2 separate regions of the Anas platyrhynchos genome follow, and region 1 is linked to region 2. Evidence: chromatin contacts called from public Hi-C data. All regions are on one chromosome and are shown on one strand. The core of a region is the stretch at or near the end of the contact, and the rest is flanking DNA. Distances in the headings are between cores, read along the strand shown. Region 1 has its middle 15 kb from the start of ACSL6. Region 2 holds the start of P4HA2 (prolyl 4-hydroxylase subunit alpha 2).

What was found. A called contact is a pair of places that touch in the nucleus more often than the background predicts.
Region 1: a contact with region 2 is called in a Hi-C map of skeletal muscle, with 2.0 times the contacts expected there. The contact joins the enhancer-like site here to the promoter of P4HA2 in region 2. A contact is called at or near these places in 2 of 8 Hi-C or Micro-C datasets (skeletal muscle and subcutaneous adipose tissue).

The regions. Positions count from the first base shown.
Region 1 is chr14:1,934,414-1,939,508 of IASCAAS_PekinDuck_T2T, reverse strand. No RefSeq gene overlaps it. Among named protein-coding and RNA genes, the nearest start is that of ACSL6, 15 kb to the left of the region's middle. Within about 2 kb of position 1,883, at least 3 of the 8 cell types and tissues checked have an H3K27ac peak or open chromatin away from gene starts, as enhancers often do. A contact at or near this core is called in subcutaneous adipose tissue, where this site is marked.
Region 2 is chr14:1,881,371-1,885,993 of IASCAAS_PekinDuck_T2T, reverse strand. It overlaps P4HA2 (prolyl 4-hydroxylase subunit alpha 2), which reads right to left and starts at 1,392. Exons shown (of 17, transcript XR_011812655.1): 1 at 1,256-1,392; 2 at 218-329.

The sequences.
Region 1 (5,095 bases), core at 634-3,133, 53 kb before region 2:
CTCCCATCAGCAGCAGGAAAGGCGAGTGCCTGCGATCCAGTGGGGAAGAGAGTGGGCAGTGGGGCAGGTCGCATGAGCAGGGGCACACTCTGCTTTTAGGATATGTAGGTGTGAGCTGTGTGGAGCACTCTCTGATAAGCAAAAATTACTCACAGCAGTGCCTGCTGCTCCCGTGCTCCTTCCCTCCCCTCTCTCCTCTGCTGTTTGAGCACTGCTTCGAGGGACATCATTTCTTCGCCCCAAGTATAAGCCAGATGCACAGAAGTGGCACCACTGCCCCAGTGGGGATGGTGGGGATGCATTCACGGCTAGGTGAAGGCAGCCTGCACTCTGTCAAGTTGTAGTCAGCAGCTAAATCCGGATTAATACTCTTCAAGGGTAATTTCCCTGCTTTTTTTCTCGAAGCATTTGGTGGATTACTCATTTTCCCTCATTAAAGTGCTTTATTTTTGTTCTTCAGTTCTCATTAGTCATTTATCAGGATTGACAAACTGTTTTTATTTTCTGCAGAACACGGTCGTGCCTTCACACAAGCAGTCGTGTTTGGAACACGATCCATTTCTCAGTAATATGAGGTGGTTTTGCAACTGAAAAAAAAAAAACAACGAATTGTCCCTTCCTGGTGACCCGCTCCCCAGCGCCGAATCTGAGGTGGTCAGCGGGTGGGGCGATGTGCCTGCAAACACCCATTACAGCCTGTTTGGATGGATCATCTGCGTTTCTCTTGGCCGCTCAGGGTTTCAGACGGGTGCCTCCTCAGGCTGTGAATCACCGCTGCTGAACACGGCCTGGCTCTTCGCCTGCTCTCCAGCTGCTGCCAAAGCCACCGCGCACATCTGAGAGCAGCTGAAGGGTGCGGGGGGCGTGGGGCCACGGCTGCTCCCCCGGAGCGCACGGGGTCTTGGGGAGCTTGGGGACACCGCAGATTCAAGCTCAGGGATGTCCCTTAATTGCTCTCCGTGGATGGAGGATTTTAGAAATTGCAGGCGTGTTTCCGGCCAGAAAATAGGAACGGGTGTTTTGTGTTGATGGCTGAGGTTTTTGGGTTTTGGCTTGCTCGGGAGGGGTGTGCCCTGGACTCTGCTGCCAGGGCTGGGGGCGGACGCATGCATGCACTAATGTCTGTCGGCCCACGTGCAGCACCCCGCAGTCCCGGGGCTGGACAGGCACAGGGAATGCCCAGGAAATCTCTTGTGGCAGAAAAAACAGCTGTTTGGTTTTGGAATTTCACAGTGAAATGACTGAGGGTGACGAGGCACCGAACAGGCTGCCCCCGGGAGCTGGGGCTGGGGACAGGGGGCACGACCAGGGCAGGGGGTGGCACAGGGGGGCTTCAAGGTCCCTACCAACCTGTGATTCTAGGATTCTATGAAATTCAGAACTTACCCTTATTTTTGCTTGAAAAGTAAAGAAATCATCATGGCTCTCTGGTAAAACATCTCGTCAAGCAAGCAGGGAGATTTTCCTTGTTTCCCAAAGTTGGTGAGCTACAAAAAAGTCCATGAGTCCGAGAGCAGCCGAGCCTGCTAAATCCCCCTTAGGACAGAGATTGCCCTGGCAGAGCCTCCAAAGGATAGAAGCAGGGGGTCTGGAGGCTGCGATGTGACCAGTGAGCTGGCCGGGGACTCATCTCTGAGCCCATTCATCTGCACAATACTCTGCTGGCCCTGTGAAGGAAGGACATGCCGCTGTGACTCACGGGTTTGTTTTTTTTGAGTAACTACAGAGGAAGTAATAAAACCCGTGGAGATCTCTTTTTTTAATTAACCAAAAAGTCCTCGTGTTACCAGGGACTATTCCCAAATGCACAGCCCCTGCTTGGTGATCTGCCCATCTCGGACCCGCGCTCCGAGGGCCGCTTTCCAGGGACACCAGCCCACTGTCCAGACGCCTGGACGTGACCCAGCGACCACAGAGTACGAAATGGGAAAGGAATGTCCTGGGGCTGGGGAGCGGAGCTGCGCATCTGCTGCAGATGCACGGGCTGAGCGCAGCCCCCAGCAGCAGCAACTTTTCCTTTCTGCTGCCTCTGAGCAGCGCTTGGTACTGCCCCGCACTGCTTGGAGAAGCACAGTTTCCTTCCTTCTGCCAAGGCAGACCACAAGAGATGTAACACTCTTAACTCCTTCCAGTGCTGAGACGAGGAGGTGTCGATGCTGCTCTGCAAAGAGCCTTATAAATGTTAAAATATATTTCAGCCTCACACATTCAGGATTAATTCAGGGTGGGAGAGACACAGAGAAGGGCCAAGGAGGGGAATGGGGAGCTCATGGTGACAGGAGCTGTTGGTTTGCTCTGCCTGGCTGTGCACGAGAACCACTGAAAGCTATAAATATTGCAAGGGCAAGGATTTGGGGAGAAACACAAACATTTCCAGGTTGCACAAGAATGCATAGACACAAGCTTGACACAAGTGTGAAGAGGATACTCAGCGGAGTGAGAGGGGCCATTGATCAATCTTCTCATAGAGCAGTGAGAGCAAGAAAATCATGTTGAGATGAAGTGCCATAAATGAGGAAAATTACTTCAAAAAGGCTGCTTTCCCCTAGAATGACAAGAGCATCTCACGAGAGGTGCTCACATCGCCCTTCAGCTGGCCTAACTCCCACTGGAGCAGTTTACATGTGGTGATGAGCATATAATGATCATACACAGATACATACAATGATCATGGTGCTGACCCAGAGGCTCTCCAACAAACCCTTCGCAGGGTGAATTTTGGTCGGAGGAGCATCCTGCACCATCACTGCACACCAGTCGTACAGAGCCCAGCTCCCAAAAACGAAAGCCACTATCCCTCCACACTCAGAAACCTGACAACTCCCATTAATTTTCAGTTAATTTCTTTGCAAATTATTTTTTTTTAATTTGCTCAGTTAATTTTCTGTTAGGCCTTCAGCTATCCCTTAATGGGCCAGGCTATTTTCTGCTCGTTAATTTAATGTGGTGTCTGACGAGGACGGGCATCCTTCGGATGGCTCTGCCCAATGAAATCATATCGGCGGAGTCATATCGGAGCTCGCATCTCATTCGTGCAAATCTTCCTCGGATTTTTTTGGCGGAGGTGGAGGTGGTCAGGGAACTCCCCGCGCCCCGGCAGCATCCCACAGCAGCTATCCCCTCGCTGCAGGAAAGGAAAGAAAGGTCAGCGCTGATCCTGCCATGAGATGAGCAGAGTGGTCACAGCGGTTTCAGTTCTGACTGGTTGCAAATGAGTCAGTGTGTTAGAGACCAACTGATCAGTGTACGTACATGAGCACACCGCAAGTTCCATCCTCCTTTCTGATTTTATCAGCTTTTTTTTTTTTTTTTTTTTTTTTCCATCCTGGCTGCAATCTAAGAACGCATTTGCATGCCATTAGCTGCTATAAAAAGAATAAAGAGAACAAGGTGGGGTTCCGACACAGCACTTCTGTTTTTTCCAGCAGTAAAAGTCCATCCTGCCTACTCCTTTCCCTTCTGCTCTTCCTACAGAGGTTTCTGGTTTCTTCAGTCAGCTGTGAGAAACAAAAAAACTAATTCGCTGGTGCTCACTGATAGGAAGTTTAGCTGCAGCCCTGATTCCCCCTGCCTCTTCCAAGGGGTGAGATTTTTCCACGTGAAACTGGCTACGCTGTACAGTACCAGAACGTGCACTCGTCCACGCAATATCTGTGACCCGTTGGTTCCCTTTAAAGCATTCCTAATTCTGCTTTCTCTTCCCAGCCTCAGCAGGGCCAGGGATGTGCAGAGCCCTGGTTCACCCACTCTCTAGGAAGGGAACAGATGGGGACGAGGGTCTGAGCCCCGGGGGCAGTTCTGGTTTCCACCGAGTGTGGTACGCAGGGGTCCAGGACGCTGTACTCATCTTATCCCCAAACTCAATAAATCAGAGGAACATGGTTTTCTTTAAGAAACCAGCTAAGCACGATGGGGACTGGTGTTCCCCCCTGCTCACCTGCAATTGGACTGAATTGATGCTCGTCCCTGGCCAGCACAAGGCAAAGCTGACCTTCCTCTGGTCACCACCGCAATAACGCACAGTGGCCCGACCTCAGCTCTGGGGTAAGACCGCTCTGCTGACTGCAGGGAAACCCAGGAACATCGGGGGGACTCCAGCAAGGCAGGAAAACTGCCACAGCCCCTGTGCCAGCAGAGGCAGGGCGTGCGGGAGGGGAGCAGAGTCTGCTCCGCACCCCCCATCTGCCTCCAGAAGGGCTCCTCCAGCTCCAGCCAAGGGACTGTCCCTGCTCTGCCGCAGGGACGACCGCTTGCTTTGCTTGGCAGTCAGCAAAATGACAGAAAGACCTGAAGCATCAGCCAAACATGCTAAAAAAATTGCCAGTTAGGTAGAAAAACTGTGGGACTGACACACAGGACCTGTGCGCCCTGAGCGGGGGCGCGCTGTGCCGGGCGCATCAACACGGGGTGCCCCTTGCCCAAACCTCCTGCGGACAGGACACGGGGAGGTGCTGGCCAGATGGATTCACATCCTCCAGAAAGCACCTGGCTCACAGAGTCTCACAGAGTCTCTGGAGGGTCTCATTTTGTCATTTGGACACGCGCATGGCACCACTGGGTTAGCCATGTGTTCCTTAGGACAATGATATCCAATGAGGCAGAAGCATTAATTAGGGTAAAAGTAAAGATGAGCTATAATATCAAGTAGGGTACATGTAAATGTGAAGATCTGGGTGATGTTCAGGTAGCCCTGCTTTATCTGCCACTAATCCTTTTAGCATCTTAAGGTTTTTTTCAGCATCTGAAACCATATTAGCCTCAAACTTCTGAACTACACAGCGCCCACTGAGTTACGGGGGATCTTTATTTTAGAAACATGTAGTTTCCCCCGTCAGATAAGAAAGTAACAACTTCCACTCTACAGGTGACTTCTCGCCTTCAGTTTGAGCATATTTGCGGTGAGCTATTAATCATTTCCTCGCACGGTGCATGTATAAAAGGAAGCCAGGAGCCAGCCGGCCCCAGCCAAGAAGGGGAGCGCGGCGCCTCACCACAATGCTGCCGCTGCTCTGCCTGGTGCTCAGCTGCTGGGTGTTGGGTGCCTCGGTCCCCCTGACACCAACCACGGGGCCAGCCTGCATTGCCAGCTCCCTCC
Region 2 (4,623 bases), core at 143-2,642:
GTTACTGTCTTTGAAATACACAATCACATCCATAGCTTGTACTTCCTGCACTGGAAAGGGCTATATTAAAAAGAATCTCAAAAAATTATGCCAAAAGCAAGAAGCAAAATTCCTGCCTGTTAATGTCACAGCATTGCCAATTTACAGCTGTTACCTAGGGCTCTGCCTGTAAGACCCAAGCGGCGGTTATTGGTAGCAATTTACATTTACAACGTACCTGCAAGATTGTTTCCTAGCTCCTTGATGCCCGAAAGCTGAAGTATCAGCCTGGAGAAGATGGCTGCAGTGGTCTCAGGGTCTGTCAGATCAGCTTCACGCTCACAACACACCTACAAAATTAAGGAGCAAGAAGTTTTATTACGAAACACCTTCTGGGAAAGCCTGACTCAGGGCGATCACCAGCGAGGAACAGCAGCAGCACGAAGCCAGAGGACTCCAAAACATGGCCTGTACGTACATGTCCTTCTTCCTCCCAGCTTGTAACGAAGTTCTGCGTGTCCTGGGGCTGAATTATTCCTGGCTGCCCTTGAAGGCGTGCTGCTGCAGCTCTGGCACCAGCCCACAGCCGCCAGGGCTGCCCCAAAATCTCCCTCCTGTACCCGCTGCTGCCTGCCTCTGGCTCAGCATCGCTGCCCAACCAGTGACAGCAGCGAGAGGATTTCCCAAAAAAACAAGTCTCGTGTTAAAGCAGGAGGAGATAAGAGTGGAAGAAGCAAGTTCTGGATGCCTGCATGTAGCTGAAGACGCCGTGTGTTTCGTCTCAAAGTGACAGCAGACTGCAAATACGCAGGGAGCCGGTCAGCGCAGCCGTGACCCCACCGCTCACATCTGAACCCCAGGGCAGGGAAAAGGGGAACCAGCCCAGCATGGAGAAGGGGAAGCAGCCCCCCAGCTGCTGGTGTTTTGGGAACGGGGCTGTCCCCGCCGTGTCTCCTCACAGCCCTGGCTCCTTGCCCTTGCCCCGGCTCCCTCCAGGCCGCCCGCCGGAGGCCTCGGACTCTCCCTCGCTCCTCGGGCAGCACCGGCCAACACCGGGCGTGGGGAGCCGCAGGTGGCTCGAGGCGGGGATTTTTAATAAAAAAACGGAAAAACAAGAAGTAGGGAGGGAAGACACAAAGCGATATCCACGCGAACACCGCTGCCCCCCCCCACCCCACAACCCCACAGCAGGACCCGGGGGGTGCGGACACCCTGGCCGCGCTCCCGGCCCCTTCGCGTGCCCGAGACCCCTCCAGCAACCCCATCCCCGGCTCACCGCGCCCCCAGCCCGTCCTCCTGTCCGTCTGCCCGTCTGTCCGTCCTTCCTGCCGTCTGTCCGCTCCCCCTCCGGGCCCGGCCCGGCCCGGCCCCGCTGCTCTTGAGCCGCCGCCGCTGCGAGAGCCGCGCCCCCCGCCCCGCCCGCCCGCCGTAATGCCGCGAGTAGCGGCCCCGCCACCGCCTCAGGGCTCGGCCATGGCTCTCCACAGGGCGCTGAGGGCTCAGCCCCGGCTCTGGGATCCCCTCTGCCCCCCGGTTCTGTCACCTATAATGGTGTTTTTCCTCATAAAAGCTGCCCGCCCGCCTCCCGGTGCCTGCGCTGCAGGCTGCTGCTGCTCCGCCACAGGGAAAGCAGCGTGTGGTGGGGGCATCGCCGTCGCCTGGCACTGCCCCGTAGGCCTTGTGGGAGCTGAAAAATGTGTTTTGAAAGGGGATTAGGGCATATTTTGTGTCCTCACCCTGTTCCCTACGTACAAGTTGGTTCCACACGGCCTGGGCTTGGCGCTGGGATCTGCCCACGGCTGTGGGTGAGGACGGAGTCAGGCACTGGGGCACAGACAGAGCCGAAGCAAAGCCAGCAAAGATCATTCCCCAGCTCGCAAGGGCATCCAATTTACATTTTATCCCCTACACAAACTGATACACCCATTAAAAATGACTTTCATTACCAATCATCATTAAATCTTAGCCCAGAATACCGCCTTTTAAATGTGAAGTAGAGCCAGGAACTCAGTCAGACCATACAGAGCACAGCACTGAGCAGCCTCTCGCTTTCCAGATTTCACTGGATTTCATCACCAAAACACACACTGAACAGAAATCTAGCAAAATGTAACTGAGAAAGCAAGACTTTGGGAGATGACTCATATCAGAATGCATAGAGAAAGTGGAAAAAATAAGGAAATAAATATCTACCACAAGGGTATAATTTCACTGAAGCTTTTAGCAACTGCTAATATCATAAACCATAATAAAAGGGTCCAGCTGTCCTGTCACCAAAACTTACTAAAAAGCTCCACACGCTGCACATATGTACACTTTGTGCATTAGCATTTATTTGGGTATAGTTAATTTCCATCACATATTTACAAAAGATTACATTACTGTCAGTGACAGAAGCAATCTGTAAGGCTGTGACTGTACTCAACATCTTAGCGCATTTTAGAGACTGTACAAACAGCATTAGTCTTCAGAGATAATGATGTGATTTAGAGCCAGAATTTTTATCCAGTTCTGATCCTTTTTTTTTAACCTATTTTTTGACAAACTTTTTGTTCTTATGTTATGGAGAAATAGATTTCCCCCCCCCCTGTTTTAGTGGAAAGGACTAAAAGAGTTTTTAGAGGGAACATGAGAACACTGATCTGTCTTTTCTCTTGCAAATAACCGGCTGTACAGTCCTTTTGACTGTATATATAGACAATAGGATGCAGTATTAGCACAAAGCACCTCAACTATCCAATGTTTCTAAGTCCTGTATCATGTTATCCTTATAACGCACCAGTTTTGCTCTAGCTATATTTGCTTTGAAATTCTTCCTTTACATAAAGCTGCTGAGTTTGCTGAGTGGCCTTGGCTGGGAGCAGGAGCATGTGTCAGGTTAAAAACAGCTCCTTTGCTGCTGCCCTGGAGAGGGGGGAGAGATTTCTGGTCCGAGAGGAGAAGGAGGCACTGCCTGCTGAGCCAAGGTCCAAGGAGAGCAGCGGGGAATGGCTTGGAGGCGTTTTTTCATCATCTGATTCTACCAGTCCAGGCTGAGCTCACTTTAGCACAACCCCAGCTAGCACCTAAATAGTTGTGGCATTGAGATCTGGTCTAAAACCAGGAGAAGCAAGCATCCTGCTAGAGTTTCAAACCACTGCTTTCCCTGAGAGTGGAATCAAATCACTTTGCAGAGAGCTTGGCTGCCAGATGCACACACAAATATTTCTGGATGCCCCCCTTGCCTCTCATATTACAAGACTTTTGTCTGAGACCTTAGCAGAGGAAATATTAAAACTATCTAAGAGTACTTACATAGTACAGTATAGTATTTCCCATAAAACAATGCACTGGGTCAGAATGGAGGAGGCAGGGATAACGAAACTCCTCTGACCTCAGTGGAGCTCAGATTTCTGAAACTGAGTTTTAAAAAGTACATGTGTGAAAAGACCTCGTACACAAATAAATTCTAAAAATAAATTCTAAATTTAGCTGTGTGCCTATTGACTTCCTTTTTTTTTTTTTTTTTTTTTTTTTTAATGAATGAAAAACAATCACACCAGATCCTAGAGAAGAAAGAATGGGAAACCCAAAACAAAGGCATGCCAACATCATCTCTGTGCTGGTCAAAGGCTCAGCCAAAAGTGTGACCACTGTCTTTACAACTACCAGAGCTAACAGGTCATGCTACGCTAGGAAGTGGTGTCTGCAGAAGTGCCATCTGCTTGTTAGTCTCACCTTAGTGTGCATAGATGGATCTTACAAGCTGATGATTTGGGGCACCAAAGGGAATACTAACTCCATGACGGGCAGAAGGATGGGGTTCTGAAGTGAGGGAGGGTGTGGGCACAGTGTTCAACTGCATCTCCTGCTCTGGCTGTGCCTGCAGGCTCAGCCCTGGCTGGTACCAGCTGGTAGCAAAAATCACAGAGCCAGCTCTGACCCAGAGCATTTGTCAGGAAGCCATCCCGAATCAAAACCCCTAAGAACTAGAGAAACGTAGTCCATCAACAGGAAAAGGTGCATGGACGAAAACACTGAGGTGTCAACTCTGCCAGATTTTGTCTTCTGGCAGAACTCAGAGACCTTGGCTGCAAGCAAAATCTTGCTCCGAATGTTTCCTGAGCAGCCAAACCTGTGCCAGGTCCTCCTGGCATGGTGAAAATGCCCCTCACAGTGCTCTGCGGGCTCAGTGCTGCGAGGTGCTGAGCTCTGACACTGCTGAGCACCCGGGGAGGCAGCACGCGGTGTTATTCAGGATCGCACCCCTTGAGGACACCAAAGTGCAACCAAGAGAAATGGAAGGATGGGACGTATTCGTTAAATCCTGCTGCAGATAAGCCAGATGAGAATTAATGTGAGATAAACACTCGCCGCTCGGATGGAAAAGGTCTGTCGTGCTGAGCAGGAGCTCCAGCTGTCCCCGTGCCAGCGCTGGGGAGCTCGAGCTGGGTTTGCAGGAGAGGAGGGAAGACAAGCCCAGGGAGGAATCCGGCGGCTCGTGTTCCTGTTTAACGTAATTATGGTACGGCTGGGGCTGGTCTGGCAGCGCTCTGAACCGTGCCCAGCTGCACGTTTACAAGGTCATTTAAACTTCTACAAACATAGAAATAACCAGCAATTGCCTGACTGGCTTATTGAAAACTAAGCGCACCCGCACAGATT